Linked DNA regions of Mus musculus: region 1 is linked to region 2. The links are chromatin contacts, called in public Hi-C maps. All regions are on one chromosome and are shown on one strand. Each heading gives the region's core, a stretch centred on a gene start, on an enhancer-like site or on the middle of the called end of the contact. The rest is flanking DNA. Distances are from core to core; before and after follow the strand shown. Region 1 has its middle 94 kb from the start of Gm4166. Region 2 has its middle 17 kb from the start of 4933409F18Rik.

Region 1 (7,206 bases), core at 1,070-3,569, 650 kb after region 2:
CTGCTTAACTAGCAGCAACCCCCTAGACTCATCTCTAGAGCCCAGCAAAGCAATCCTCCTCCAGTCTCTCTTGCTGCCCCTGTAGGCCCAAGTGTTTGCTCCCTCAAACTAATGTCAGGGCCCAAAGTACACCGAAGCTATAGTTGGCTTTTCCTGGGTGTTTGTCTGAGCTGTGTACGATAGATTGGCTGATAGAAGCTGCAACCATCTGGCTCCTGGAACCTCTGGAAATCCCCAAGGCCCCTGGGGACATTGGGACTCTGTTTTTTCCCATATTTGTTTTTCTTTTCACCTAAGAGCACTCGAGTTAATTAGACCCCAATTAAGCCACAGTGAATATCTAGATCTTGTTCACTCCTGACTCAGGAACAAAGTCACAGGTGGCCCTGGATCTTGATCTCAGATTGCAGAAAGGAAGGAAACAGCCTTCCTATGGATTTCAGCCGGGTGGCCTATTCAGCACAGGTTTTTAGAGCATGAAGCATACATTTGCCACTTTTTTTTTTCTGTGATGGACAATTATTTTTATCTATACTTAGCTTATTTATATTGCAATTGAGATGGGTAATTCTACCTGTGGACTACTGTTCTAAGTGGACAGAGAAAAGCTCTGTTAGTGAGCCAGGGTCTCTTGGATCGATAGCACTAGGAACCTGGCAGAATCCCATCTGCTAAATATTATTGATACACATCTTGAGTCCCCTTCTCTCTCTGGATGGTGCCAGCAGTGGTTGTAATTTTTATTTTATTTTATTTTTTTATTTTCTACATAAAATGTCCTTGAGGGCTAGGGAGATAGCTCAATCCTTAAAGTATCTGACAAGCAAACATGATGATCTTAATTCCTTACCAAGTATCCATATACAGTGGCACCCATCTGTAATCCCAGTGCTAGGGAGGCAGAGCCCTGAAGCTCAATGGTCAGCCAGCTTCATTGAATCAGTGAGCTCCAGGTTCTCTTGAATCAAAACCATGTAAAGTAGAGAGCAGTTGTGGAAGAGATTCTGGCCTCAGTATATATGTGCACATATGCATGTTGGCACTGCGTGCGCGCGCACACACACACACACACACACACACACACACACACACACACACACACACACAGGTAGAGGAGGGTAACCTGGACACCTGAGCATGTATATGTATTACATAGACACATATACAATGGTGGACAAGTACATTTAAGGCATTTACCTAAAAATACATTTTCTATTTTATGTATACAAATGCAAATATATTTAAATTGTACTATGATAAGATTAGAACTTTTAGGTTCAGAATATGAATAGGTTGCCTGATACTAAGTGATTTTACTCTAACAAATAAGCAAGTGTGTGTGTGTGTGTGTGCGCGCGCGTGCGTCGTATGATCACTTAATCTTTCCTGCTCAATGGAATGCAGATGCAGAGCTACTGAGAAAACCCCCCACACATTATGTCACATATTGAGAGATGCATTCTGAGAAAGTATTCATGTATTGTAGACTTTAGAATCCACTACCTGTTAGGTAACTTTGTAATTCCAGTGTGAATGACATCTTTACATTTACACAGCACTAGAAAAAAAAAAAACACAGCAGTTCTTACAGCACACACAAGTGATGCACCTTCAATTTTCACAGAGAAAATGACATTCTAAAAGCATAAAATATACTGATTTTCCAAATCCTAATCCATGATTAGATGGGAGTCTGTCTCCTAGGAAATATGCAAATGGAGAGGAAACAGGAGTAAAATCCTGCTGCAGAATCAAGCCTGACAGAGAATCATAAAAGAACAAGCTTCACTGAAAAATGGTCGAGGAGCAGCTCTCCCTTGCTTCAACTTCACCTGTTTATGAACCTGCTCCAGCAGAAGGCTGTTCCCTCCCTCCCTCTGTGCCCCAGGCTCACGTAATCTGGACCCAAGAATCATCTCCAGACAATTGTGGCTGCAACTTTACACCTCCCCCAATGCCAGGGTAGAAAATTTGGCCCACCCCAATGACACACCACTAATTAAGCTGGAGCACAGAGCCTGCTTGCAGAGAGCAGTGGTGTCGACAACCGGCCTCCAGGGGATAGAGTTTCGAACTGCTGTCAGCAGCCGTCCACATCTGGGCCCTTAAAGGGGAAGGAGCCACAAACATCTGCCAAGATACCAGGCCAGGAAGGCCTCTCTGATGTGTAAAGACTGCACTTGTTGGCTTTCTGCATTCTTGCCTGCAGGATTTTGGAAGCCCCTATAGCAAGCTACCTGTCCAGGCAAAGGTGGAACCAGAAGACAGGCAGTCCCTCCTTCAACTGCTGAGAAGAGGGAAGGGCTGAGGATCTCTTGGCTTCCAGGCGTACTAGGCTCCCCCTGGTCTTCAGAGCTATTACTGCAGGAGGTTGGCTTTATTCAGGACTCCTGATGGCTCCCCCACCCCCCCTCAGGCTTTTGTAAAAACCACAGGGTGGGGCCTAGCTTTAGTCCTTAAACTGCAGCCCTTAAGCTCTAGGAGTTTGCCAGGCAAGGGAGCCTGCAGGGTGGGAGTGGAGGGTGAGATACTCTTAGAGGGTGTATATGTGCTCAGGGGCAGAAACACTTCCCTCCCCTCCAGAATGAAGTTTGCTTCAAACAATTGACTGCAAAAGGAGTTCCCTTACTACTTTTATAAGGAGTTCAAGCTGGGCCAGGCCCAAGGTTTGTGATCTCTGGGAATCTCAAGGAAGATCAGGAGTTCAAGGTAGCCTTTGCAACTTAGCAAAGACCTGCTTTAAAATAAAAAGTAGAAGACAGGCTGGGTAGAAGGCTCAGCTGTTAGGAGAGCTGGCTGCTCTTGCAGAGTGACCCAGGTTTGAGTCCCTGTACCATTGCTCATGACTACCTATAGCTGTAGTTCCAGGGGATCTGATGCTTTCTGGCCTCTGGAGGCACCAGGCACACAGTGGTGCACAGACATATATGCAGCCAAAGCACCCATACACGTAAGATAAAAATAAATGCCCCCCCCCTTTAATAGTAAAAGGAGAGCTGAATGACATAGTTCACAGAATAGTTGCTGCTTAGCAGGAACAAAGACTTGGGTTACACCCTCAGTGTTACACAAGAAAAGGAAAAATCAAATCTTGGAAAAAGTAAGTCTTCCATTTTCAGTAGAGAACTGTAATCTATAATTTTTGCCAACTTCTTTTTTTTTAAAAAAAGAAAACAGAGAGACTCCTGTAAAGAATGAATGCTGATCTAGATCTGGACTGGGTCACTCCCTTTGGGAGTATTTTTTATGCAGATTGAGACCAGCATATGGCTGCAAGTCATTAAAAAATAGATTAGACATCAATGTAGAAAACATGAATAATAATGTATGTACTACGAGGGCTGAGGGCTGTAAAAAATCTATCCATTATTCAGAAATTGTTATGCAGACTGTATCTAGAACAAGCCCCTCTGTGGGAAAGATGGGGAACTCTTCAGGCAGACTTCAAGCACCCGGTAGGATAGGTGCATGTATGTTTTTAGTATTTCCTACTATTAAAATATATGCCAGCAATACATTGGCTTTTGTCAGTGTACATGTGTTTGTAAGACACAGGAATGGTGTCAGCTAAGTTGTTACTCTGATCCAGTCTGAGAGACTATTGAAATTTATTCTTTTTCTTTTCTTTTTAGACTTTTCAGTTTCTTCTTCCCCTCTGTTTTTCATCCTCCCTCTCGCTAATTATTTATTATGTGAGGACATGTATATTAAGAAATCTCAAAATAACTTCTTGTTCAGATTAGAATATAAACAGCTGACATTAGTTTTTTTTTAGTACATGAAAAAACAAAACAAAAGAAAACAAAACAAACCCAACCCAGGTTCAAATCCCACTTCTACAGGTTCTTTGTGTGACCTCACTACATGATATCCTCACCAGGAAGTAAAAGTAATGACATTTGTCCTATCCCTCAGTGGAAATGACATAAAGGTGGCTAAAGTTGTTAGAAAACTATCTGAAACATGGAATTTTATGGAAGTATTTAGGTATACTGGCACCTGCAGGTTGGCAGTGAAGGGCAAGACAACGTAAGGTGAACATTTGGGAGTCAGCTAGCTTTCTCCAGCTCTCATAGGGGAGTGCTGAGTCCAAGGCTCAACAGAAAAGCAGATTAGTTGTACAACAGGCAAGAGCTCAGGAGAGCTGAACCCCGTATGTGCACACATGCTCTTACAAATGTCTTGTTAAAAGGCTTACTTAGCTCTTGTGACAAAAGAAATGGCACCATGGATATATTTCCAGTTGTGGATGTTGGAGGAAGCATGGAGTTATGAAGATATGGAGAAGCGTCTCCAGAGAGATGTTCTCTAGTCTGCCCTGTAAGGCACAAGGAGGGCCCCTAAGCTGGTTCCTACAGCAGCCATTTGTTAGTTTGAGGGCACATTCCAGTTATTTCTCTGCGCTGGAGGCCACAGATCCCAAAACCAAGGTGTTGGCATGTACGTTCTTTCTCAGAGAAGCTTCTGAGCTTCTACTGAGCTCCTGCTGGCTATAAAAGACCCTGTGAACTCCTCAGCTTGTGTGCATATCACTACAGTTTCTGCTTTTGCTAGTGCATGATACCTCTATTGAGAAGATACCCTGGCTGCCTGCCCTGATGCTGGTCACTGTCTTAGGGCCCACAGTTCTTTGGCATGCTCAAATGGAAGGAGATCCTCTCTACTGAGACCCTACTGAAGTTGAGGTGAATTTCTTAGGTTCCAGATTTGGGACTTCAGCTCATGTTTCCAGGAAGGCACAATTCAAGGGAAGCACCAGAAAACACAGAGAAATCTCCTACTCTTTATAGCATCTATTGAATCAGCAGCTTTAGAAGCTAAGACAGCAACCTGCCTTTCTGAACATTCAGAGTCGGGCTCCCCTCAAAGCATTTCTGGCTCAGGGAGAAAGTACAGAGAAAACAGAAGGAAATTGTACACTCGGATCAATGCAGAAGGAGGAAATGACAGAGAGGGTCAGTGACTTCCTCAGCATCTTTGGGTAGACTCAACGTGATCAAGTTATTATAAAATAAGATTTAATTATAAGATTTATTAGGAAAAGCAAGGGAGCCAGGGCAAGGTGTAGAATGCCTGACACAGCTGAAGAAGTCACTGATTTCTGCCTCCTTTGTTGATGAGCCTTCCCATTTTGAGCTCTCTCTCTCTCTCTCCCTCATGTACTCTCCTTTTCTATCCCTTGTCCTTGTCTTCCCATTTCCCACCCACCCTCATCTCTCTGCTTCCTTCTTCCTCACCCCACCCCCACCCCCAGTAATCATTCGCACCACCAGTAAGCTTGGGACCATCTCTCATCTCCTATGTCCATAGACTCTTGAGTTTCTGTAGACACTGTATCTCTTAGAAGGAGAAATCTACGCGGCATAGCTTGGTCTAGAGTCCTACCAGTGACCGTGGGACAAGAATGTGGCAGATCAGCATGGCTGCCTGAACCCATCCAAAGGAAAGGGTTGCTATTTCTCATAGAAGTAGTTCTGCAGACTCCTTAGAAACCCATGTCAGATACAGTGGGCTCACAGACTATGAACACTGTGAGTGCAGACATTGGATGACCAAGTGGAAATTGTAAATCTAATCTAGGGCTTGAGAAAAGATGGAGTGTTGGAGTTGAGTGGAGCCAGGATTAGAGATAAAAGCCAGACACAGAGTCAGCAGACAGCAGAGAGATTTAAGTATCAGAGGTCCAAATAAACAAGCTTGGAAACAGGGCCAGAAGTAGGGAAGTGCTTCATCGCTGGCATCAGACTGCAAAAGGCCAGTGTGCTGTCAGGTGTGTCCCAGGAGCTCCCATTGCAGATGCCAGTTGGAAGAAAAGTGGAAAGAAGAGAATGAAGCAAGCTGTGAAGTGGCCATGTCCACTGTGCCTGTCTCCTAAGACATGAAAGGAAATGGGAATGGGGTGAAGATCCCTTTGCACATCCATCCTTCTGGAAAGCTAGAATAACATCTTAAATAGGTATGAAGTGTTCTCCATCAATCCTGTGTTGGGAGGTATTAGGAGACCTGGGCCTGGCACTGTGGAATTGCCCACACAGGGCATTATCTTGTAAACAGGGTGTGCCACAGAACAGCTTCGATGTCTGTCTTCAGGAACATCTCAGTGTTTGTTGACATGTGTGGATGAGTTGAGCTGCCCTGCTTGGAGAGAACAAATAATAAAAAGAAAATGAAGAGCCTGGATAAAGGCATCACAGAAGGCTGGTGAAGATTCACTTGTGTTCCGGATGCTCTCAGCTCCTCCTTCACATGGGATCAGGGGAGAGGAATTCTTTGCTTTATCATAAATCCAAATAATCCCTGTAGATTTGCAGTAAATTAGACACACGGTCCCTCAGCCCTTGACACACATTGTGAGGAAATTATTTGATTCATTTTCTTGGTGTACTTAAAGCATTCCACTGGTCTGAGAGCAATTGGATGCATGAAAGAAATACAAACGTAACAGTTAAACAGCCTCCCAGACCGCCCAGACACATCTCAGCCTCGATTGGATGCTACAAATGAGGAGATAGCTGATAGAAACCACACGGGGCTTGCTGGACTAGCAAAGCAAAAGCCAATTATGATTGGCCATCCCTGACTATAATTTCATCAGTTCAACCCAACAATTCTACAGGAAGAAACCTCAGAGACACCATGTTTCCATTCTTCTCCAAAAACTGGGGAAGGCATGCCAAGGTTCAAATCAGACAAGGCTCTATTCCTGAGTCAAAGCAGATGCCTTCCAAATCACCTGGTTTGAATTCTCAGGTAAATGCAAATATCCCAGTCCATGAATTACCCACAAATCATCCAGTAGGACCCAGAATGTCACTCAAGACGTTCAAGTTCACAATAGTAACCATGGCATTGGATTGGCATGTGAAAAATGTTTTTATGGTAGTCAGAGAAGATAGGGTTCATTTTATCTTTTCAAACAAGGTCTGCTTTGTGAGCCTTCACAATTTGAACACAATCGTGTCATTTTTTAAGTTCTTACACGTTGACCTTAAAATTTCAGCAGCATTCTTCTTGCTAGGTGATTAGCTTATGTCCTGGCTAGTTTTCTTCTACTTGATATAAGCTAAAGTCATTCAGGAAGCAGGAACCTCAGTTGAAGAATTGCCTCCAGCAAATTAACCTGTAGCAAGTCGATGGGGCTTTTCTTGATTAATGATTAATCCAACTGTGGCTGATGTCACCACTGGGCAGGTAGTTCTGAGTCAT
Region 2 (7,314 bases), core at 207-2,706:
ATTTCTTTTTTCTACACTTGCAAAAGTAAGTAACGGAGATATGATTGACAAGTCATAAAAGCCCTGACAGACAGAAACTGGTCACACCACGCAGACTTTAGTCAGATATCACTTTACAAAGAGAATGAAAACTATTTCATATTTATGGATCAATTGATAATTTGCTCACTTAAGGGCTATGTGATTTTATTCAAGACTTATTCATGATACGGGTGAAAATTATAATCTGTAGAGTAGCTAGAATGGGCTTGTTCTCTTTCGCCTATACTTCCCTGCAACACGGTTAGAAGAGGGGCTGGAGATAGCGCTGCTCAATAGCGAAGTGCACTTGCCGCTCTTGAAAAGGATCTGAGTTTGGTTCCCAGCACCCACATGTGGCTCACAAGCACCCTCATTTCCAGTTCCGGGGGACCCAAATCCTTCTGAACACCATGCACACATGTAGTGCACAGTCACGCAGGAAAGCACAATACTCATAAACATAAAAGAAAAATAACCCTAAAAAGGATGTTTTAGAAATAGAAGTTCTTTTAGACTCCAACATTCAGTTGTCTCATTCGTTTTATGTAGTACACTTAACCATCTTTATCTTGATAAGAAATAGAGTTTGAACAACCTATCCATCTTTATTGTTTAAAAGGGATATAGAAAAACCTTCAAATTGTTATGAGTATTTTTAATGTCTCAGCCTGTTTATCTATCTTTCTCACTAGGAAGTGATTTTTGGGAAGCTTTATGGTGAGTTGGGTAGTCTCTATAAGTGTGATCTGTAATCAACTATGAGATACTCTTCAGGGTGGTTCTTCCTGAAAAGATTGGTTGAGGTAGGGCAACCCACAGTGGGCAGCATATTCCAGCAATGGTCTGGAAAGAAGGAGGCCCAAGAAAAAAGTGATTGCTTTTTGCTTGCTTGCTTCATCTCTTGCTAGTAAATGCCTCCTCTGTGTTGCTGGTATTTCAGTCACTACTACTCCTGCTGAATTCCTTTGCAGACATCCACATTGAGTTTCTTTGGGGTCCACAAGGATTTGAGGACGAGTAACCCTCAAAAGCATCAGTGTCAGGTAGAGCCTGTGAGGCATACAGCTCTATGGACTGGACACTACTGGGTTCTGAACTTCTGCAGTGTACATGTAGTCATAGTTGCACTACACAGACATTATCATGTAAGCCACTGTAATAAATCCCCTTTTGATATGTATTCATTCTGTTGGGAAAAACCCTCACAATCCCCAAAGATACTTTTAAACTATGTTTTATACATTATTCCATGGTGCTGTTCACAATCTTCTTGGATCAGTGTGTGGATTTCTCAGCATTGCCATTTTCTACTAGAATTGTGGATCAGTGAGAGAAGTACCTCTGATGCAGGAGGTCATGCTTCCAGCATGGTGCAGGGATGAAGTGATGCAGGGAGGGGGTAATGCAGATATGTGATGCAGAAACCGATGGAACTACCCTCGTGGTCTAGGGACCTTTGTTCTCGAAAACTAATGGAGGCTGGCCATCAATCTCTTGCCCTCCTGGGCATGCTCATTTGTGATGTGCTGATGAGCAAATGAATAATAAATAACAACAAGTACTCCAAAAGTGGAGAGCTATTCCTAGAGACTGGCAGAAATACAGGTTAGGAGCTGGTGTAGTCTGGGGCTTAACCAACTTAAATCTCCAACAGAAAACCATAGAAGGAAAAAATGTTCTTCTAGTAATTGTGGCTGAGAATTGTCTGTCTCCTGGGAGAATTTGGTGACAGTGGCTCTGCTGAATTTCAAAGGCTATTACATCAATTACATTAAAAGAGCAAAGAACGCTGGTGATTGTCAGTGGCTGCATTCTGCATGTCAGAAAATGTGAGTGGTGTGAGAAGTGTCATTGGGTCACCAAGCAGAGCCAACCAAGGGGGATAATTAGTGAGGCTTGGTGATACTGTATGGAACTCCTGGGAAAAACAACTCAATGGGAGGAATTATTTATTCTGGCTTCCTGCTTTGGGAGGTGTCCCTCTATCATGATGGTTGGGAGAGCAGTTCACATCATTGTGTGGGAAAGGCACTAGTCCTCAGTGACCTCTTTCTATTGGCTATGCCCCACCTCCTAAAGTTTCCATCACCTTCAAAAAAGCAGGGCCATTAACTTGGCTACAGCTTTAAGCAAATGAATCTGTGGGAGAGCCTGTGTATTGAAGCTATAACAGTGGTACTGGTTCACTTCTGTTCTGGCCTTCCCTAATCCTTCTCAGTCTCAGACATTATAAATGAGAAGGTTAAAGGCAGTGTTCCTTAGAGGACGTCTCTGGTCCCCACTAATTGCCTGCGCTTTGTGCCACTATATGCTTTGTAGAAGGCTTGTTGGCCATAGTCTGATGGAAACTGCTTTTCATATGAAGGAGATGAGAGAGGCAAAGCTTGGGTTTCTGTTGTATTTTCACGGAGTGAGGAATGTGAGCACCAATGTCAAGGTCAAAGAGCAGTCAGCACTGTTGTGTGAGATCTCAGGAAGACATATTTACCTGGAAAGGTTGGGTTAGGGAAACCACCTTGCTCATGTGTTTCCTTCATCATCTATGAGAAATGTTCATGGTGTTTCTGTGCCTCAGGTCTCTTTATCTTCATTTTAAGAGCAGTATCACTTAATTTACAGAATAGTCCTGAAAGTAGGACAGTCCTGGACATATGAAACCACAAAATCCTCTTAAAAAATAATTCTGTAATTGGCATATATTCATCATGCACAGTTTCATAAAGTTGCTTTTACACAAATATTAGGTACTCTGAGCATGCCCCCTACCCCTACCCTTTCTATCTTCACATTTCTCACTCCCATTAGTTCCCCCCTTGTTTCCCTATACAGCATCACCTCTACTTCTACATCCAATATGCACACACATGGTTTCATGTGTGTTATTTGCATTATGGAGCAAGTCTTAGTCAGGGGGAACAGATCTGAGACTGAGGCTGTCCTCTGCATCCTACTCTCAGATTCCCTCCCCTTCAGAACTGTACCCCTAAGATGCTTGGCTCCCTCCACTCCTCTGGCCTAGAGTCTCAGGGAACTTATGGATGAGACCCTCTCTGGTGGTTCTATAAACTCCGTGTCCTCCCAGATGTACTCACAAGCCCCTCCCTGGTGCTGCTTCTCATCTGATAGATGTTTGGGATCAGTGATCAGATCATTCGGCTCAACTTCCAGCCTACACCGAGACCTGCTGCCTTGGCTTGGCTTGGTCAGACTGTCCAACCCAAGCAGGACACATCTCCACTGACCCTTTGACCAAAGGCTTCCTCTTCATAGGATACCACGACACATAGAAAATGGTCTTTAGAACAAGAGATAAATATAATTAACTACATTGGTGTTTTCAAGCCATACATAGATGAATGGATAATACTAATAATATAATTGAAGTGAAATATATTCACAGCTTGGGTTAACTTGGTGAATCAAAAGAAATTAATACATGGTGATAAGATTATTGCTCATTTATATTGTCTTTGTGATCCACTGTTATTTTCCAGTTCTAAAAGGTAACCTTGACAATCTGAAACAGAAAAGATAACAGAGGAGCGTATTGGGGAGAAATCAAAAGGAGAACATTGCCTAAACCCTTGGGTTCTTACCAACCTTCCCCCATTCATTAGAATGAAACTTTTAACCGGAATGGCAGAGAGGCCTTTCTTTCCTTCTTTCCTTCCTTCCTTCCTTCCTTCCTTCCTTCCTTCCTTCCTTCCTTCTTTCTTTCTTTCTTTCTTTCTTTCTTTCTTTCTTTCTTTCTTTCTTTCTTTCTTTCTTTCTTTCTTTCTTTCTTTCTTTCTTTCTTTCTCTCTCTCTCTCCCTCCCTCCCTCCCTCCCTCCCTCCCTCCCTCTCTTCTCTCTCCTTCCCTCCCTCTCTCTCTCTTCTCTCTCCCTCCCTCTCTCTCTCTTCTCTCTCCCTCCCTCTCTCTGTCCCCTCTCTCTTTCTTTTTCTTTCTTTCTTTCTTTCTTTCTTTCTTTCTTTCTTTCTTTCTTTCTTTCTTTCTTTCTTTCTTTCTTTCTTTCTTTCTTTCTTTCTTTCTTTCTTTCTTTCATTAGATATTTTCTTTATTTACATTTCAAATGTTATTCCCTTTCCTAGTTTCCCCTCTGAAAATCCCCTATCCCCTCCTCCGACCCCCTGCTCTCCAACCTACCCACTCCCATTCCTGGTCCTGGGATTCCCCTGTACTGGGGCATAGAGCCTTCACAGGACCAAGGGACTCCCGTCCCATTGATGAGTGACTAGGCCATCCTCTGCTACATATACAGCTAGAGCCACAAGTACCACCATGTGTTTTCTTTGATTGGTCTTTCAAAGAGCCTCTAGGAACTTTAGTATAATCTGTTGGGTGACTCTCATTCTATATGTAAAATAGAAGGGGAATGTTTGAAATTTTAATTCTTAGCCCTGCTCCATGCTCGAATATCATAATAGAAAGAGGGTGTAGGAGGAATGTGTCAGCTGACTTGAAAGTTTTCCAATCCACTCTCTTCCTGATTCAAATACCGTAGCAGTGTGTTTGTTCAGTGGTCACACAACAGCTCCGGTCTTCAGTTCTTCAAAGATGCACAAGGTTACTCTAGTTCAAAAAACAAAAACAAAAACAAAAAAACAAAGCTAGCTCTAAGTCCCAGCAACAAAATGGGCATTGCCTATTAGAATAAGAAGAACAAGATATCTTGCAAAGATTATATGCCCCAGTACAGGGGAATGCAAGGGCCAGGAAGCGGGAGTGTGTAGATTGGGGAGCAAGGCAGGGGAGGGTATAGGGGACTTTCGGAGAGGAAACTAAGAAAGGGGTTAGCATTTGAAGTGTAAATGAAGAAAATATAATAATAATAATAACAACAATAATAATAATACTAAAAGGAAGCACAAGATAAAGCCTTCCATGGGTGCTTATAGAGATGGTGAGCTCAATGGAGCCATCTTTGATCATTGAGCCAGTATGGATCTGTGTTTGGGAAAATTCTCAAAATAGAGTTCTAAGCATCACAGGTTGCACTTTGTCACCTGGAGCTCTCTGCATTCTGAGGGATGGGGACCTCTGACTGTCCTTCATCCTTTAGGTGAGCTCTTTAGCCCTGTCAATCACTTAAGCTCTAACTTCTGTGCAGTTAGTTAACTCTTGTGACAGATTATCTTGGCATCTTTATCATCTCCACCCTGACTAGTATTGTAAAATGTATGACAGAAAACTTACTGCAGACAGAAACTGAATGTAAGATGCTCATCAGAGTACACTGGCAACCTGCTCTAAGGACAAGGTAGGTAGGAGGTGAGAGTTAAGTTGAGCTACATTTCATGTGCTTCTGAGATTCATGTTTGGATTTGAGTCCTTGGTCAGCGACACCCACCCCTGGAAGACTCAGGGTTAAGGTTTCTCCCAGAGGGGAGAGACCTAAGACTTGCTGCCCTAGGCTCCTTTGGGGCTCATGTGTATGTCAACTAGGCTGTTCTGCCTCCTAGACACATCTGTCTCTGGCTTCCTGTTTAATGCTACGGAAGCATGGGGGTGCAGGCTTTACATGATTAAGCTCCCTTCTTCTACCTCCAGAAAGATAGGCTTGAGAATCCAGCCACACTACGCCAGTGTCTGGAAGCACCAACTTTCAACATCCTGCACATAGTACCCAACACTCAATACCCAGCATCCCGTGCCTAGCTTATACTTAGAGTTTTTCAGCCATTCATGTACTCTGTTTCTGAGCCCTGTCTTCCCATGTACTCTGTCTGCTGCTTACTCTCCAGTCTCTGTTTTATAAGGTATATAAGTTAAGTCATCGAAGTAGGTACCCAAGGTTAAGACCAAGAGTTCTGGGACCATGAAACTCAGGCTGGGGGACTCCAGACTAAGCACAGATTCTCTGCCCACATTCTATCTGCTGTGATATACATGTACAGTACTTAACACTTATTTACTTGCTTATATACTAAATCTACTAAGCAAAGGGTCAAAAGCAGATCAAATTTGGAAGCTGCAGAGGAGCAGAAAGAACAGGGCAATGTCTCCTGGTCTCCAATAGTACTCTCATTCCACAAATCAATATCCTGGCATACACAGTACCTGGATCAGCTATTTTAACATTTTAAGTTCATTAACATCTCACTTTCACAAGTGTACACCAATAATGCAAACCATTTGTCTGATTTATTTATTTATTTATTTATTTATTATTTATTTATTTAATTTTTGAGCATCTACTGTTGCTAGACATGATCTGGAACACTTTTGTCTACACACACACACACACACACACACACACACACACACATCCCCTCACATGTGCACTGAGGAGGACTTAGACAAGCTTCCACCTTTAGCAGTTTTGTCTCTGCAGCACACCATGGACTCTGAGGCCATGCCCTCATTCTCTGTCCTTCAGTCTCTGCTGTAGTGAATGTGCCCGGCAGGTATGCCCCACCTTGCCTGCTCTATCTGACAGTAATCTGTGAGGAGGGAAATATTTTGAACTTACAGATCCAAAATCACAGTCATAGCCTACTAACCAGCTTGAGTGACTAGGAATTGACCTTTTAATTATGTTGAGTTTAATTGATTACAAAGTCACATGATCACCAGGGTCTCCCTTAGTGGACATTGCAGCTGAACAACATTCATAGAGTTTCTTCTATTCAGTGTCTTTTTCTGTTTTCAATTTCCAGGCTTTTTTTTTTAAGGGTGTAGGATGGGTCCTGCAGCTCTTGGGTGTTTGAATGGCTGCCAATAAAGCTGCCCATACTGTCCATTCCTGTGCCAGAGGAAGCACCTGACCACCAGGGTTAATGATGTTAACCTGATGTGTCCCAGCTGGCAGAGGAGCACCAGGAAGGAGGGAGGGAGAAGCAGACCAATCCAGGGTGGGGCTGGAGGAGGGCAGCCTTCCTTTCTTCAGCTGGATCTGGGTGGGTGTGGCTTTGACCACATTAAATCATAGATGGTCTCTCATTGGGAATCCTTCCAGCCGGTAGAACTCAGTGCTCAGCCAGCCAGCAAGGCAGATGGAGACTGCTGGCCCTGTGCCACCTGCCACTATTGGACAGAGGCCCACTTCAGTAGCTACAACTTGCCTCAGGCTTTGATCCAGTCCCTCAGAAGCTCAGTAAAGACTGTGGAAGTGATGAATGGCTGGGAGTAAAGAGTATAGAGGAAAACCATGTCCTATTTGGCTTAGCTATCTGGGACTCCACAAGGATGTCCCTCAAACAGATTCATCACAAGCTATGGGAAGAGTAACATCTGGGGAGACATGGGCTTCCAGGACCTACAGTAACCCACACCAACAAGTGTTCTCTTCAAG

What was found. A called contact is a pair of places that touch in the nucleus more often than the background predicts.
Region 1: a Hi-C map of the N1E-115 cell line shows a contact between it and region 2, with 2.6 times the contacts expected there. The contact joins two enhancer-like sites. A contact is called at or near these places in 1 of 484 Hi-C or Micro-C datasets (the N1E-115 cell line) and 2 of 115 datasets of contacts at active chromatin or transcription factors (differentiating embryonic stem cells and embryonic stem cells).

The regions. Positions count from the first base shown.
Region 1 is chr12:27,500,877-27,508,082 of GRCm38.p6, forward strand. No RefSeq gene overlaps it. Among named protein-coding and RNA genes, the nearest start is that of Gm4166, 94 kb to the right of the region's middle. Within about 2 kb of position 2,320, at least 33 of the 459 cell types and tissues checked have an H3K27ac peak or open chromatin away from gene starts, as enhancers often do. A contact at or near this core is called in the N1E-115 cell line, where this site is marked.
Region 2 is chr12:26,848,320-26,855,633 of GRCm38.p6, forward strand. No RefSeq gene overlaps it. Among named protein-coding and RNA genes, the nearest start is that of 4933409F18Rik, 17 kb to the left of the region's middle. Within about 2 kb of position 1,457, at least 4 of the 459 cell types and tissues checked have an H3K27ac peak or open chromatin away from gene starts, as enhancers often do. A contact at or near this core is called in the N1E-115 cell line, where this site is marked.